Linked DNA regions of Rattus norvegicus: region 2 is linked to region 1. The links are chromatin contacts, called in public Hi-C maps. All regions are on one chromosome and are shown on one strand. The core of a region is the stretch at or near the end of the contact, and the rest is flanking DNA. Distances in the headings are between cores, read along the strand shown. Region 1 holds the start of Zfp26 (zinc finger protein 26). Region 2 holds the start of Fbxl12 (F-box and leucine-rich repeat protein 12).

Region 1 (7,622 bases), core at 1,481-3,980:
GTAGGAACTGAGATCCTGCACACTATGTTTATCTCTGACACTAGCCTACAGGAGCTGGGAAAGCTTATATATAAAGCCCTAAAAATACACGAGGACTGCGTTGGGTGTGGTGGCTCATTCTTTAATTCCAGCACTTAGGAGATAGAGACAGGCAGAGCTCTGTGTGTTCCAAGGCCTCAAGCTCAGCCTGCTCTATGTAGAGAGACTCTGTCTCAACAACAACAACAACAACAACAACAACAACAACAACAACAACAACAACACCACAAACATAGGAGGGAGAGGAAGGTGAGTTTCTTTGAGTTTGAGGTCTGCTTCCTTTACATAGTGAACTCCCAGGACAGCCAGAGCTACATAATAAAGAGACCCTGCCTCATAGGGCTCCCCAATTAGAGAGAGAGAGAGAGAGAGAGAGAGAGAGAGAGAGAGAGAGAGAGAGAGAATGAATTAAAAACTAAGATTTATAAGTATGCAAGCTTAATGATCTGGGTTCGATTCCCGTGACCCACAGAGTGAAAAGAGAGAATTGATGCCTGTAAGTTATCCTCTGACCTCCAAAGCACACCAAAGCACACATGTCCATGAACACACAAAACAGAAATTCAATAAAAGCTAAAAAGTACTTAGCAACTTCTCCTGTGAAATCTCTAGTGAAAGGCCAAACACATTTGCATATTTACTACATGAAATAAACTGCTGGGTGGGCAACCTCCAGACTGTGAATGACACACAGGTTTCAACTGCGACTCACAAATGCTCCAACTTGGGTCTGTGAGCAAATCCTGCAAGGGCCTGCAGGGCTTAAATCAGATATTCAGGACAGCGTCCGAGGCTAGCTTATAATCACAATTCACCAAGACATTTGAAACCAATCTCATGATATCTGGTTGTAGCAAGTAAAGGTGGTGACGGACAGGCTAAGTCACAGCACACACACACAGACAGACAGACAGACAGACAGACAGACACACACACACACACACACACACGAAAGGAACACTGCACGACCACTTTTATTCCAGGAGCAAACATAATATGAAGGTGTAAAGCTCTCCTAGACGGCCAGGGCTCTCTTTCTCTTTCACACACACACACACACACACACACACACACACACACACACACACACACACGCATGCACACTCACACATATGTATGTATACACACACACTCACATGTGCACACACATGTATGTATGTATACAAACACGCACGCACACTCACATGTATGTATACACACACTCACATGTGCACACACACATACACACATATATGTATGTATAACACACTCACACACACATGCACACACACATACACGCACACACATATGTATGCGCACACTCACATGCATACACACATACACACATGTATGTATGTATGTGTTAACACACACACGCACACACATATGTATATACACACTCACATGAGCACACACACACATGTATGTATGTATACACACACACACACTTTGTTTTTGTTGTTCTCCTCTTCCTCCTTTTCTTTGACACAGTTTCTCTACATATTAGCCCCTGGCTGTCCTAGAATTTGCTTTGTAGATTAGGCTAGCCTCAAATTTATAGATGTCCACTGGTCTGTGCCTCCTGAGTGCTGGATTAGTGGAAGATAGAAAGTTATAGAGACAGCAAAATCACAAGATACTGGTGTGCACGTCTACAGGTATCTCATTTTAAGTGTATCTTCAATGAATACAGATATATCAATACACACACACACACACACACACATCTTGTGGCTTCCTAAGTTATATTTCTCAAATGATGTAATTTATAATAAGGTTTAAAGATTAAGTGAAGCTTAAAATTTAAATAACATTTAAAAATTAAGTAGAATATATTAACTGGTTTACTCTTAAGGAGTTTCTGTTTGTAAATGAAATTGTAAGATGGTTTTATAAGGTACACTGTTCAGACATAGGGTCGAGAGGACCGCTAATATGTTAAATTCAAGATTATAGACATTTTGGCCCTAAGTAAGTAGAATTTATTTGTCACCTCATTATTTTCATCTTGTTTTGAGATGAGTTTTCATTTTGTAGTGCTGGCGGGCTTGGGACTTGTTTTGTGAATCTAGCAGGCCTCGACTCAGGAAGATTGTCTCTGCCTCTGTGTGTTGTGGTTGCGGGAATGTATTGTCAATGGACTGATTTTTGCTTTTAACACCTTAGTTTGAGATATTTTATGAGAACACACATTTTTCTCTGTTGCCAATTTTTTGGCTGTATCAGTTGTGTTCATATTTTACATTTTTCATCAAAAAGTCTCAGGGTGAGAGGCTTTTTTCTTTTTTCATGTCCTCTCCCCCGTCTTTCTAGACCGTCTAACTATCAACGATTAGAATTTAACATGGTATCCAGATAATAAAAATAAAAATAAAGTGGTTCAGTGGAAGTGATAGGCTGGTTCACAGACCTGACACTTTATCTGCCCAGGAAGTGCAGAAACTAAGAGGAGGTGGGGAAAGTTTGTGAGCCTCCTGAGACCCCGTACTTCCCGGTCTGTGTTTAACTTTGCTCTGGGATTGGTCGTCGGGAAAGCTGTTCTCGCCCAGAAATCTTGCTCAAACTTCAATTTCATCCTTTACTGGGTTTTTAACCCCCGCTACGGAATCAATCGGCATCCAGGTCCCGGGAACCGAAATTTCTATTCCGGAAGGATTCCGACTCGATAAACGGAAGTGAACCGCGGCTCGCCTCCGTCTCTTCCGGTGTGGCTTCGCGCGGCCCCGTTCTCTTTTTCTCGACAGTAGCAGGCCGGCTGGGCGGGTTCTGGTGAGGCTGGGTGAGGGGATGGGCGGTGGCGGCGGTGGGGAGTGAGGCCCGGGTGTGGCCTCGGTGGCAGCTCCTGGCTCCGCTCGTCCCGGGGCTGCGCGTCTTGCCCGGTCGCTTCTCAGAGGCCAGGGCCCTATAGTCCTCCGGTCCTGCCGGGGGCCATTTCACTTGAACCGTATTTGAGCTCCCTGTGCCTTCGAATGTTGTCCTTGCTGCCTCGAACGCCTTTAAGGTAATCTTACAAAAATTTTTCTTTCCAGAAAGAAAAGAATTTCCGCCGCCGTTGGAGTCCAGCTTGGCTCCCCATAGCCCCACGAACCTGGCCATCCTCTTCACTGTGAGCAGTGGGAGGAATTTGATGGAACAGAAAAGTTCCAGGGTGAGGAGCTTTCTAGTCTCTCTCACTGTCAACGATTAGAACTTAGCATCCTTCCTTTTTTTGGAAACCGTTGCATTCCATTAGTTTTGTTTTATCTATCATCTATCAATCAATCTATGTTCTATCTGTCTGTCTGTCTGTCTGTCTGGCTGCCTGCCTATGTATGTATGTATGTATGTATGTATGTATGTATGTATGTATGTATGTATCTATCTATCTATCTATCTATCTATCTATCTATCTATCTAATCCCCCAAACCCGATGCATCCACTTAGAGTTATTTCATTTAGGCAAAAAGAGAAAGCGTTAAATGCTCAGACTGCATGTTCGTTGGTCAGTGCATGTTCAGATCACAGAGCATCTCTTACCACTTCTCTTCATCCCAACACGAAAGTATTCACAAGTGAGAAATAGGGAATTTGGCACTGAAGGGATCGCTCATGAAAATCTAGAACTTGGGACTGGAGAGATGGACTAGTGGTTAAGAGCTGACATGGCACTTCCAGAGGATCTGATTTTGGTTCCCAGCACCCATGTTAGTGGCCTGTAACAGCCTGTAAGTCCAGCTTTGTGGGAATGGGGAGACCAGAGGCTCTAGGTACTTGCAGTTATGTGGCAAACACACACACACACACACACACACACACACACACACACACACACACCCCAAACACACAATTGAATAAATAAATGGAACTCTCTTAAGGAATGAATGAGGCTTTATTTGATATATTATTATATTATTTCTCCACCTGTGAAATGAGCCAATTCAAGCCAGATTAGATCCCCGTAAGTGGAGTTACAGATTTTCATGAGCTGCTATATGGGTGCTGGGAATTGAATCCTGGTCCTTTGAAAGAACTGCCAGTGCTATTAATTTTGGAACCATTTCTCCATCTCCTTTATGATTATTATTTATTCCTTTTTGAGACAAGGTCTGAGGTCTAGGCAAGCCTATAACCCAGGGTGTCTTTAGTGCAGTCCTTTTTCAGCCTCCCTAGTGCTAGGCTTACTTGCATGCATGAACCATCATGCCTGGCCTTTAAAAAAACAATCTAGATTTCATTAGAGAAAACATGTTTGTTGGTTTACTGCTTAATGCGATCTCTTTCTATCCATGTACCAAGCTCAACCATTGTAAGACAACCATATGTTAAACTATTAGAACTTTAAGATTCAGGTCCTCTGGATTTATCTTACTGAAGTCACAGCAGTGACTTAGTTGATAATAGTTGTTAGTCAACTATTGACTGAGACCATGTCTGAGGAAGATGATAGCTTGAATCCTTGAGATTTGGGCTAGCTGAGACAACAAAATGAGATGCCCCCAATAAGAAAAATTGTCAAATTAGTGGGAACAAAAATGTTATGTATGGCTGAGAAAGTCCGGATTCTTTGAATCACAGTGGAGTAGGGCAGACTTGCTACAGGCGCTGAGAACAGAAGTGGTGGCAGGCCAAAATAATTTAAAGATGACCACACTGGTCAAGACACCTTCTGGTGCTCATTACTGATCCTAAGCAGTGGAAAGAACAGGAAGGGAAGTTAGGTCCTAAGCTATATGGTCACTCTCATTGTGCAAACCAGGGTTTGGAGTAGATTGTTTACAAGATGACAATCTAGAGAAACTTCTGGCAATCTGATGACTGTCAGCCCTGTCTAGTGAACATCTAATTCAGTGAAGATGTATTTATGTAGAACACAGTTCTGTTCAAAGTTAAACTTCAAGTAAAATCTCAGAGTAGGAAATTATTTTCACCACCTTCAAGAAGCCCTACTTCACGTTTCGAGAGTCAGATACTTAGCTCATTATAGATAAACCAGTTGGGGACCAAGTATTTAATCTCTGGGTGTATGGGGGATATTCTCATTTAAACCACTACGTGGAGGGAACATTTACTACACTTGATCTTAGCCAAAAGGCCAAGAAGCCTTTACAAAGTTTGCTTACATGTGTAAATCAAAAGGGAGTTTTAGAGGCATGTTCGGACCATTTCTTTGGTAGATGTCAGGGTGCTAGAGGAGAGCATCAGCAACTGTGGCTGCTTCAGGAGTGAACTGAGAGCTGTAATGGGATTCCTTGAGACACACAGATGGCAGTGCTGAGTACCACACGTGATACAACTCTGGAGTGTTGAACTTTTTGTCCTTAGCCAGGATGTCCCTAGTAAAGTAAAAGATAAGGACCCAACAAAAAATATAGACCTGGCAAAAGTGCAGAAGCAATCATTCCAGGACTCACTGCTCTAAGCAACAAAATCTTCCAACTCATTAATAAATTACTGAACCATTGCTTAAGATTTTCCCTGTTAGGAAATGAAATAAACCATATGAGTCTCTAGCCATTTGGAGACCAAAGTGGTGGTGGAGGTGGGGGCACTCAGAATAAAAAATTAAATATATATAATTTTTACATTTATTTAATTTGTGTGTGTGTGTGTGTGTGTGTGTGTGTGTGTGTGTGTGTGTGTGTGTGATATTACAAGTGTGAAGGTTTGGGGACGCTTTTGAGAATCTGGGGACAACTTGTGAGAATTGGTCTCTCCTAAAACTGAGACTTAGGTTATCAGGCAAACAAGTGAGCCCCTTTACCCACTGAGCCATGTTACCAGCCCCCACATACTTTTTCTTTTATACAATTTATTTTTGTTACTTTTTTGAGACTTTTGTATAGTTTATTTTGGTCATATTCACCCATCCTGCTTCCTTTCAGATCTACCCCTCTTTGAGACCTAGCTTTTTTTTTTGTTTGTTTGTTTGTTTTTTAAATAAACCTGTTAAGCTCAATTTGTGCTGCACACGAAAAGCACATACACACTCAGAGGCATGCACACACAGATGGGCTGTTTTCTTCAGGTTCTTTTTACTTTTTAGTTCTTTAATAATAACTGTCTGTGAGTTGTAAACTGACTGGTAAAGGTCTTTTCTCATTCTGTAGCCTGCTGCCTCCCAGAAACTTTTCAGTTTCATGAAGTCCCATTTATTGTTTTCTATTGTAATGGCAGTGTCCTATTCAGAAAGTCTTTCCTTGAGCCAGTGAGGTTGAGCCCATCCCCATGATTATTCCCTATTAGTATTTCTGACAATAAACCTCCTTCCATCACACTAGTGTATCTGGTCTCACCTTGGGGTCCCTAATCCATTTGGGATTGAGTTTTTGCAGGATGATACATGTGGACATAATTGTATTTTTCTCCACATAGTCTTCCTGTCTAACCAGCACCATTTGTCTTTTTTCTAGTGCGTATTTTGGTTTCTCTGTCAACACTCAGTGTCCATAGGTGTGTGAACTTAGGTCCATGTCTTCAATTCAATTCCATGAATTTGTGTGTCTTTTTATGCCAATACCATGTAGTTCTTACTACTGTAGCTCTTCAGGACAACTTGAAATATGGAATATTGGTCCTTTCAGCAGCTCTCTTATTTATTATTCAGGATAGTTTTAACTGACTTGGATTTTTCTTTGTGTTTCCATGTGAAGATGAGAATTGTTTTTTTCAATTTCTGAGAAAAAGTTGCATTGAGATTTTTTATTGTGTCGAATCTGTAACTTGCTTTTGATAGGATGGCCTTTTATTCTATTAATCCTTCTGATTCATGAGCATCAAGGATCATTCTACCTTTTAGCCTCTTCAATTTTTTTTTTTTCAATATCTTTAGGTTTTAGAAGTCAAGTACTTGCTGGGCTAGACTTATCCCAATTTTTGTTATTGTTGTTGTTTTTTGAGGGTATTGTGAAAGGTATGGCTTTCTTGATTTATTTCTCAGTATGTCATTTATATAAAAGCTACTGTTTTTTGTGTGTTAATTTTGTATCCTGTTACTTTGAAAATTTATTAGCGTTATAAGTTTCCTGGCGGTTTTAGGTTTTTTTTTTTCTCTTTTTTCCCCCATTGGATATTTAATGTATTTACATTTCAAATGTTATTCCCTTTCTTGGTTCCCCACTCTCCGATTCCCCTCTCCCCCTGCTTTTATGAGGATGTTTCCCCTCCAACCCACCCACTCCCACCTCACCACCCTGACATTCCCCTACACTGGGGAGACAAACCTTCAGAGGACCAAGGGCTTTTCCTCCTATTGATGCTGGACAGTGCTATCTTCTGCTACATATGTGGCTGGAGTCGTGGGTCTCTCCATGTGTACTCTTTGGTGGTTTAGTCCCTGGGAGTTCTGGGGGTCTGGTTGATTGATATTGTAGTTCTTCCTAAGGGGTTCCAAACCTCTTCAGCTCCTTCAGTCCTTTTTCTAACTCCTCCATTGGGGTCCCTGGGCTCAGTTGGATGGTTAGCTGCAAGCATCCTTATCTGTGTCAGTAAGGCTCTGGCAGAGTCTCAAGAGACATTCATATCAGGCTCCTGTCAGCAAGCACTTCTTGACATCAGCAATAGTGACTGGGTTTGGTGGCTGCATATGGAATGGATACCCAGGTAGGACAGTCTCTGGATGGCTTTT
Region 2 (7,622 bases), core at 1,389-3,888, 200 kb before region 1:
CTTGAGGTGCTCGCTCCAACGAACGCCCTCTAGCCTGATACTGACCAGCGCGTACTTACCACTTTTTAAGAACGATCTTATTCCAGCGGGTGCCAGTTTGAGCCGCTATCAGTTTCTTCAGGTCGCCGATGGTGTCATCGGTGCTGGGCACGAAGGAGTTAAGGTAAATGAAAGGAAAAGATAGACCGAGGAAGACGACTTCAGGCCTCCCCATAAGCGTCATTTAACTGAAATCATCCAATACCACCATCTGCCCCAGAGACCCTGCCAGTCACCCCTCGGTGGATACTTGCACTTAACGCGGACTTTCTTTCCTAGACGGTCGTTGCAAACCACCTCAATCATTGTGGCTGGAGCTACACCAGGTGGAGAAAGGGATGAAAAGCAGCAGTCAGGACTTCCAGGGTCGCCCAGGTTCCCAAAGCCCCTTCCTGGGTTAAGTTCTCTGGTCACACTTCCCCGAACACCCGACGCAAATCCTCTGCAGCCCCAGTCTACAGTTTCAATTGCGGGGACCACAGACAGTCGCGACTCCGCCCCTTAACTGCGGCAGGCCCAGCCCCAGACTCACCCGGCTTTGCCTCCCGCAACCCCTAGGCTCCCAAGTCTTGGCAGCTTCCCGCGATCTCCGGCCTCTCCGTTTAGCCTTCTCACCTCCAATGTCCTCGAACCTAGCGACGACACAACTTGTAGCTCGAACGCTGAATCCTGACCGGATTTAGGGCTGGAAACAGGAAGCGGAAGTGATATAACGGAAACACCGGCCCTTAGGTGCTTCCGGGTTCCGGGCTAGCAAAGATTTGCGATTCTGTTGCGCAGTCTGGAGGAGCTGAGACTGGCTAAGAGTGGATTTAAGCCGACGCTAGAACTGGTATTCCTTAATTGTGGAAGAGACCTAAAGGATCTCAGCGGCGGCGTGATCGACCATTTCCAAGCTAGACAAGTCTCCTACCGCAGAATCCCGGCTGCAGATGTGCGGAAATGGAGTCATGCAGGGCCTGTGGCTTTCTGCTTTCATTCAAAGCTCAGCCTCAAACCCCGTGCTTGTCTTTCCCCTCTGACCGTAGTGACCGTTTCAGAGACTTCAGGAGTGCAGACTGCATGATGAAAACTAAGTCGTATTCTGGACAGGAAGCCATGATGCGTTCCACTCCGCGTATCCGTGTCCTGCCTGCGAAAATGTTGGAAACAGCATACGGGGAAAGATCTTTTGCATTTGTTTTTAATCTTCAAGGAACACTTTGTTCCAGATTACAGACTCGCAAGAGCTGAAGGGAGAGGAATCCCTTAAATTTGACCAGTTTCGCCTCTATTGAGCAGACAGGACTTTTAGCAAGGTAAGCTTATATTGACTCAAGAAAGAGTCTACCCAGGGCCTTGTGCTTACCTAATACGACTTATACAAAATCTTATCCTTATGCGTAGGCAGCAAAAAGCATTACTTTTGCTTTCTATTGCGGCTTGTGGCCACGCCTCCCTGGCTTGGCTGTCCTGCTGGCTCCTCATCCCCATCCCAGTCACACTTTTCAGTTTCGAATGAAGTCCTGTTCCAATATCTCTTCTCCAATGCCTCGTTTCCGTTCCGAAAAGACTTCCCAGGCTCTACCCGACTCCCATATTGGAGAGTGAGCTTTGTTTTTCTTGTTTTGTTTTGGTATTTGTTTTAGTGTCGGAGGTCAAACCTAGGACCTTCTAGCATGTTAGCAGCCAAGGGCTCTCTCACTGAGCTGCACACGTAGCTCCTGGTTCAGCTCTTGTTTCTGTCTCCAGCGATGCTTTTTAGACCTCGTTCCTGCTCTTAATCATTACTCCAGTCCTAAGTCCCCCAGCTTCTCCCTTTGCCGCCCACCCATCCCCTATGTCGGACCCTGTTACGCCTAAGCTAGGTTTTTACAAACTTGGTCTTAAGGCCCAGCTAGGACTCCTGGTTCTTGAGCCCCTTCCCACACAAGTCATGGTTTCTGGGTTTGCTGCTCTGTTAGCTTTTCACTGCTCAAGTCATCTCTTCTGGATATGCGGTCTGGTCCTTGGATGATGTTTGCTTAGCAACAACCCTAAACCTTTTCCAGCTCAAGCCAAGCCTTCTCGGCTCTAGTCCCACAAAGACGCGCGCCTTGGTCTCTTCCTACTGAAGCCACGCCTTCCATTGTTACTGACAGCCTCCAATTTGCTCCTCTGCCCCTGGCCACACCCCTCCACTCGGCGGCGCTTTTTCAAATGCTAGTACTTTGGTCTCGCTTGCGACACCCGCTGCTCTTAGTCTCTGTCTCTTTACCTCTCTCCCGGAGTTCAACTTTGGGAGTTTGCTGCTTTTCCTCAGCCTGGCCCCCTGGCCTCCTGGCCCCCTGGTCCCCTGGTCCCCTGGTCCCTTGGCTCCCCTGGCCACGCCCCAGGACCACTCCCTGCCCGCCGGAGCCACGCCTTCTAGGCGTGTAGCTTTCCTCAGCCGGGCCTACAAGGCGTCTATCTGCCTGAGCTCGTCACGTCTCACCGCTCGGCTACGTCCTGAGTCCCCTCCTTGTCAGAGCCACGCCTGGCTTGTCTGCTGACCCCCTCTGGCTTTGCTTGCTTATCCTTAGCGCCACCTCATGGCCACGCCTCCGAGGCGGTCATCACCCCCAGCTTTCCGGGTTTGCTGTTCGTCTTCCCCTGGCCTGGCCACGCCTCGTGCCCCCTCCTCTCCCAAGCCACATCTAGGTTTTCCTATTTCCAGTTCCATCCGCTAGTCAAGCTAGTCAGGCCTAGTCAGTCTCTAGTCTGGTCCTCCAAACGGTCGTCAGGCCGCGCCAGTACAGTCCTGGGGCCTCAGGCACTTTCCTAGGAAGGTAGGGATCCTCGGCAGGCCTCGGAAAGTCGCGCCGGTTTGGCCAGTCCGGCCACCTCAGCACCCTCCAGGGAGCGCGGCCTCCCGGCCACCGGAAACGGAAGCGCGCGACGGCTGGACCATGGCGACGCTGTTTGACCTCCCAGACTTGGTGCTCTTGGAGATCTTCTCTTACCTCCCTGTCCGGGACCGGATCCGCATCTCCAGGTGCGGCCCCGCTCCTCGGGAGAAAGAGCCGGGCATGGGCTCGGCAGGAGAGGCGGATCCGGTCCCAGCGGGCCGGGTCGTTCTAACGGCCGGTCCACTCCTCCAGGGTCTGTCACCGCTGGAAGAGGCTAGTGGATGACCGGTGGCTGTGGCGACACGTCGACCTGACGCTCTACACGGTACGCGGGACCCGGGAGCGGTGCGGGGAGAGCCAACCTCCTGCCCTGGGATAGAGGGGCCTGTGCTTTATTTTGTTTTCTAGTGTTTGTTTGCTCTTGGTTTTATTTATTTATTTTTGATACTTTCTAAAGGCTTTTATTTTTCTGTATTTTTGTTGATTTTTTTTGGAGGGGGGGTGTTTTGAGACAGGATCTCTATCCCAAACTGGCTTCCAGCTTCCTATGAAGCTGAGGCTGAGCTTGAATTTCTAATCTACCTCGCCCTCTAAGTATTGGGATTACCAGAGTCGGCCTCCATGCCTGATTTCTGTAATACTGGGGATGGAATTTAGGTTTCTTGAATGCTAGGAAGGCACTCTTCTGACTGAGTCATGTACTGGTTTCCAACTAACCACCCCCTCCGTTAATCTGCTCAGTGCTGAAATTACAGCTGTGGGCCACCTTATCTGGCCCAGGAAGTGTTTGGGTATTGTTTATTTGTTTTTTTCCTCCAAGTAAAATTTCTCTGTAGCCCTGGCTGGCCTGGAACTCCTCCTCCAGTGCTGGGACTAAAGGTGTGCACCACCACCCCACTGGTTTGGTTTTTAAGTGAGTTCGTGCTTGGAATTTTCTGCATGTCTATCCTAGCAGTAGCCTTTTCTCCTCCTCTGCAACGTTCAGACCTCAGTTTCTCATCCAAGATATGGGGATTAAAGATAATGCTTGTGGAGCTATCGGTGACGGAGTGTTTGACTCTGGTGAAGCCTTGGCTCCATCTCTTGCACCAAGAAAAACAAAAAAGTGCCTTCATGTCTGGCATATTGTAGAACTTAGCCAGTTGCAGAGAGAGATGATTTAGACCAGTGTGTGGTCTCCAGCATTCAATAAATGCAAGCTCATAACTTTTCAGTGTTCTGGGTTTGTTGTTTTAGTTTTTGAGATGGGTCTCATGTATCCCACGGTAGCTTCCAGCTGGCCATGCAGCCTGGGATGACAAAGATTCTGCTCCTCTTGCCTTTTCCTGAGGGCTGGGATTACAGGTGTGTGCCATCACACAGTCCATGTGGTGCTGAGAACCAGATCCACGCCGGTTTGCTAGGCAAGCACTTCACTGACACAGCCTCGTGCCCAATTTCTATTTTTTGGTCTTTTGAGACAGCATCTGTCAATGCGAAATATAACTGTTACCTCAGAGTGGATAAGAATTTACTCTGGAGCCAAATATGAGTGACTAACCATGTACGGAGAATACAGAGTTGGGTTTTCTCAAATACGTGTTTAAATAGAATAATTCCATGACAATTTTTTTTACTTTATTATTATTTTTATTGAGACTGGGTTTCTCTGTGTGGCACTGGCAGTCCTGGAGCTCAGTCTGTAGACCAGGTGGGCCTTGAACTCCAGTTCCACCTACTGGGACTAATGATGTGTGTGCACTAACTCTGTCCAGCGAAATTTTATAGTAATAGAATAAAGTCATAAAAAGTGTTAGCCATTTCTCTAGCAACAGATTATTTTTTAAAAGATTTATTTTCTCTGTTAAAAAGTGGTCAAGAAATTTTATACCGTAAGACTGGGCCTAGTAAAGACTTGTTACTACAGAGGTTGAGAGAGGAAGATCATAAGTTCAAGGCCAGCCTGGGCAATTTACCTCTGCCCTGCCTTGAAGTACAAATTCAGAGAAGGCCTGGAACTGTGATTCAGCTCTAGAATGTTTTCCTGGGCTGCACGAGGCCCTGGATTTCACTCCCCAGTGTCATTAAAAGTAAGGGTGTGCTGTGAACTGGGTTATAACTGAGTTCTCAGCCATGTCCTTACTATACCCGAGGTCCTGGATTCCATCCCAGCATAAGCAACAAATCGTTTGCTCTACCCAGCTTTCTTTTCTCTTCTTTTCTTTTGGATAAAATGAACATACAATGAAATGCACTGTATTGTTTTTTTGATTGCATAGTTTTGTGTGCATGTACCTACATCTACATGTGTGTGTATATGCATGAGTGCAAATACAGATGTGTACAAGAGCAAGTAGAGGGGGTTGGGGATTTAGCTCAGTGGTAGAGCGCTTGCCTAGGAAGCGCAAGGCCCTGGGTTCGGTCCCCAGCTTCGGGGAAAAAAAAAAAAAAAAAAGAGCAAGTAGAGGCCATAGGTCAGTGTAGGGTATCTATCTTCCTCAGCTTCCTTGTCTTTCTGTCTCTCTGTCTCTCTGTCTCTCTCTCTCTCTCACACACACATACACACACACACATACATGCACATGCACACACATGCTTGTACCCATATATGTAAATGTAAATTATTTATTTTCTTTTGTTTGGAACAGGATCTCATTAAGTAGCCTTCATTTGCTGTGTAGATCAGACTGGCCTGGGATTTAGAGAGATCCTCTTGTTTCTGTGCTGTTCCCCACCCAACCCAGAGGTGTGCACTGCAGTCCCTGACTCCGCCTTATTTGTTCCTGAGACAGGGTCTTCCACTGAACTTGGGAGCTTTGCACTTGACTAGATAGGCTGGCCACAACTCTGGATCCTCTTGTCTCAGCCTCCCCTGTGTGCTGGCTGGGATTAAGTCTTGATACCCAGCAAAAGAAACCACTTTGCTCTAGGGAAGAACGCTCAGAGAAGAGCAAAATCCCAGAGAGAGACCAGAACCCAGGTCCCAGGCATGCCTGTCACCAGCTAGATGGATCTTCTTGGAGCCCCCGTATCTCTTACCCAGCCATCCCAATCTCTGGCTCTTACAGATGCGGCCGAAAGTCATGTGGCACCTCCTGCGCCGGTACATGGCGTCCCGGCTCCACTCGTTGCGCATGGGCGGCTACCTATTCTCTGGCTCTCAGGCCCCACAGCTGTCCCCTGCCTTGATGCGGGCCCTGGGCCAGAAATGCCCCAACCTGAAGCGCCTGTGCTTGCATGTGGCTGACCTGAGTATGGTGCCTATCACCAGCCTGCCTAGCACACTGAGGACCCTGGAGCTGCACAGCTGCGAAATCTCGATGATCTGGTTGCAGAAAGAGCAGGACCCCACGGTGCTGCCACTGCTGGAATGCATCGTGCTAGACCGAGTGCCGGCCTTCCGTGATGAGCACCTTCAGGGCCTTACCCGCTTCCGAGCCCTGCGCTCGCTGGTTCTGGGTGGCACCTACCGGGTCACTGAGACCGGGCTAGATTCCAGCCTGCAGGAGCTGAGCTACCTGCAAAGGCTGGAGGTGCTGGGCTGCACCCTGTCAGCAGACAGCACCTTGCTGGCCATCAGCCGCCACCTCCGAGATGTGCGCAAGATTCGGCTGACCGTTGGAGGCCTCTCAGCTCAGGGCCTGGTGTTCCTGGAGGGAATGCCGGTCCTGGAGAGTTTGTGCTTCCAGGGTCCCCTTATCACCCCAGAAATGCCCACACCCGCTCAGATTGTGTCCTCCTGCCTCACCATGCCTAAGCTCAGAGTGCTTGAGGTGCAGGGGCTGGGCTGGGAGGGCCAGGAAGCAGAGAAGGTCCTGTGCAAGGGCCTGCCCCACTGCCTAGTTATCGTCAGAGCTTGTCCCAAAGAATCCATGGACTGGTGGATGTGAGGGCATCACCCGTCCGTCTCTGGGACCTATCCTAACATTGAAAGTGACTTTCCAAGCAAACTGAAGCATGTAAATTAATGAGGGACTGAGGTCTCAAGGAAAGGAAGCTAGGACCTTGGGGCTTCCTGAGCTGGGGTTATCTGTAATCTGGGTGACCTCAGACTTGTCTTACAAGAGTCTGGAAGGCCCAGTTCACACATTTAGGAATAGGCATCATAGCTACCTCATGATTCATTTTTAAGTCCTTACCCTCCTTTTTCCCCCCAGTACCTGAGGATCAAACCCATGACCTTAGGTATGGTAGACAAGCAGTATTGTGCTGCTGAGCCACACTGGAGCCCTGGGAAGCCTTAACAGACCCCACAAGACCCTTATAGAGGGTCATTTCAGGAATGGTCAGGTGAGGGTGAAGGGGGTTCAGGGCTCTAAGGTCTGTCTGGTTTCTCCCTTCATGGTTGAGAGGCATGGAGGTCGGGCAGGGGAGCCAGGTGGCTGGACTGTCCTAGTTTTCTAAAAGGTTCTCAATCATATTTACTGTGTTTTATATCCTGCCTTTTTCATGTTTTCTACAGCATATACTATTTTACTATTAAAGAAAAAGGATGTTTTTCAAAGTGTGTTATTTAACTTGTTTAACAAGGGCTTCTCCTTGTTATAGGCAGTTTTTATTATGTATTTGCGTATCTTCTTTACATTTGTTCATTTGTGTTTGTCTGTGTGTGTGCTAGAGCACATGTGTGGCTGTGGGAGTCCATTCTTTCCTATCCTGTGTGTCCTGGGGATCAAACTTAAGTGGTCAGGCTTGGTGACAAGTGCCTGTACCCACTGAGCCATCCTCGTAGCTGAGGGTGATTTTCAACTCCTACTT

Evidence for each region. A called contact is a pair of places that touch in the nucleus more often than the background predicts.
Region 2: a contact with region 1 is called in a Hi-C map of Schwann cells, with 4 times the contacts expected there. The contact joins the promoter of Fbxl12 here to the promoter of Zfp26 in region 1. A contact is called at or near these places in 4 of 12 Hi-C or Micro-C datasets (Schwann cells, hepatocytes, kidney and 1 more).

What each region holds. Positions count from the first base shown.
Region 1 is chr8:27,256,757-27,264,378 of GRCr8, reverse strand. It overlaps Zfp26 (zinc finger protein 26), which reads left to right and starts at 2,730. Exons shown (of 10, transcript NM_001108995.2): 1 at 2,730-2,787; 2 at 3,048-3,166.
Region 2 is chr8:27,452,788-27,460,409 of GRCr8, reverse strand. Fbxl12 (F-box and leucine-rich repeat protein 12) reads left to right here and starts at 2,638. Exons shown (of 3, transcript NM_001399819.2): 1 at 2,638-3,031; 2 at 3,138-3,210; 3 at 5,933-7,368. The coding sequence starts at 2,946. The coding sequence ends at 6,754. It overlaps Ubl5 (ubiquitin-like 5), which reads right to left and starts at 745. Exons shown (of 5, transcript NM_001048243.3): 1 at 572-745; 2 at 290-356; 3 at 60-143. The coding sequence starts at 345.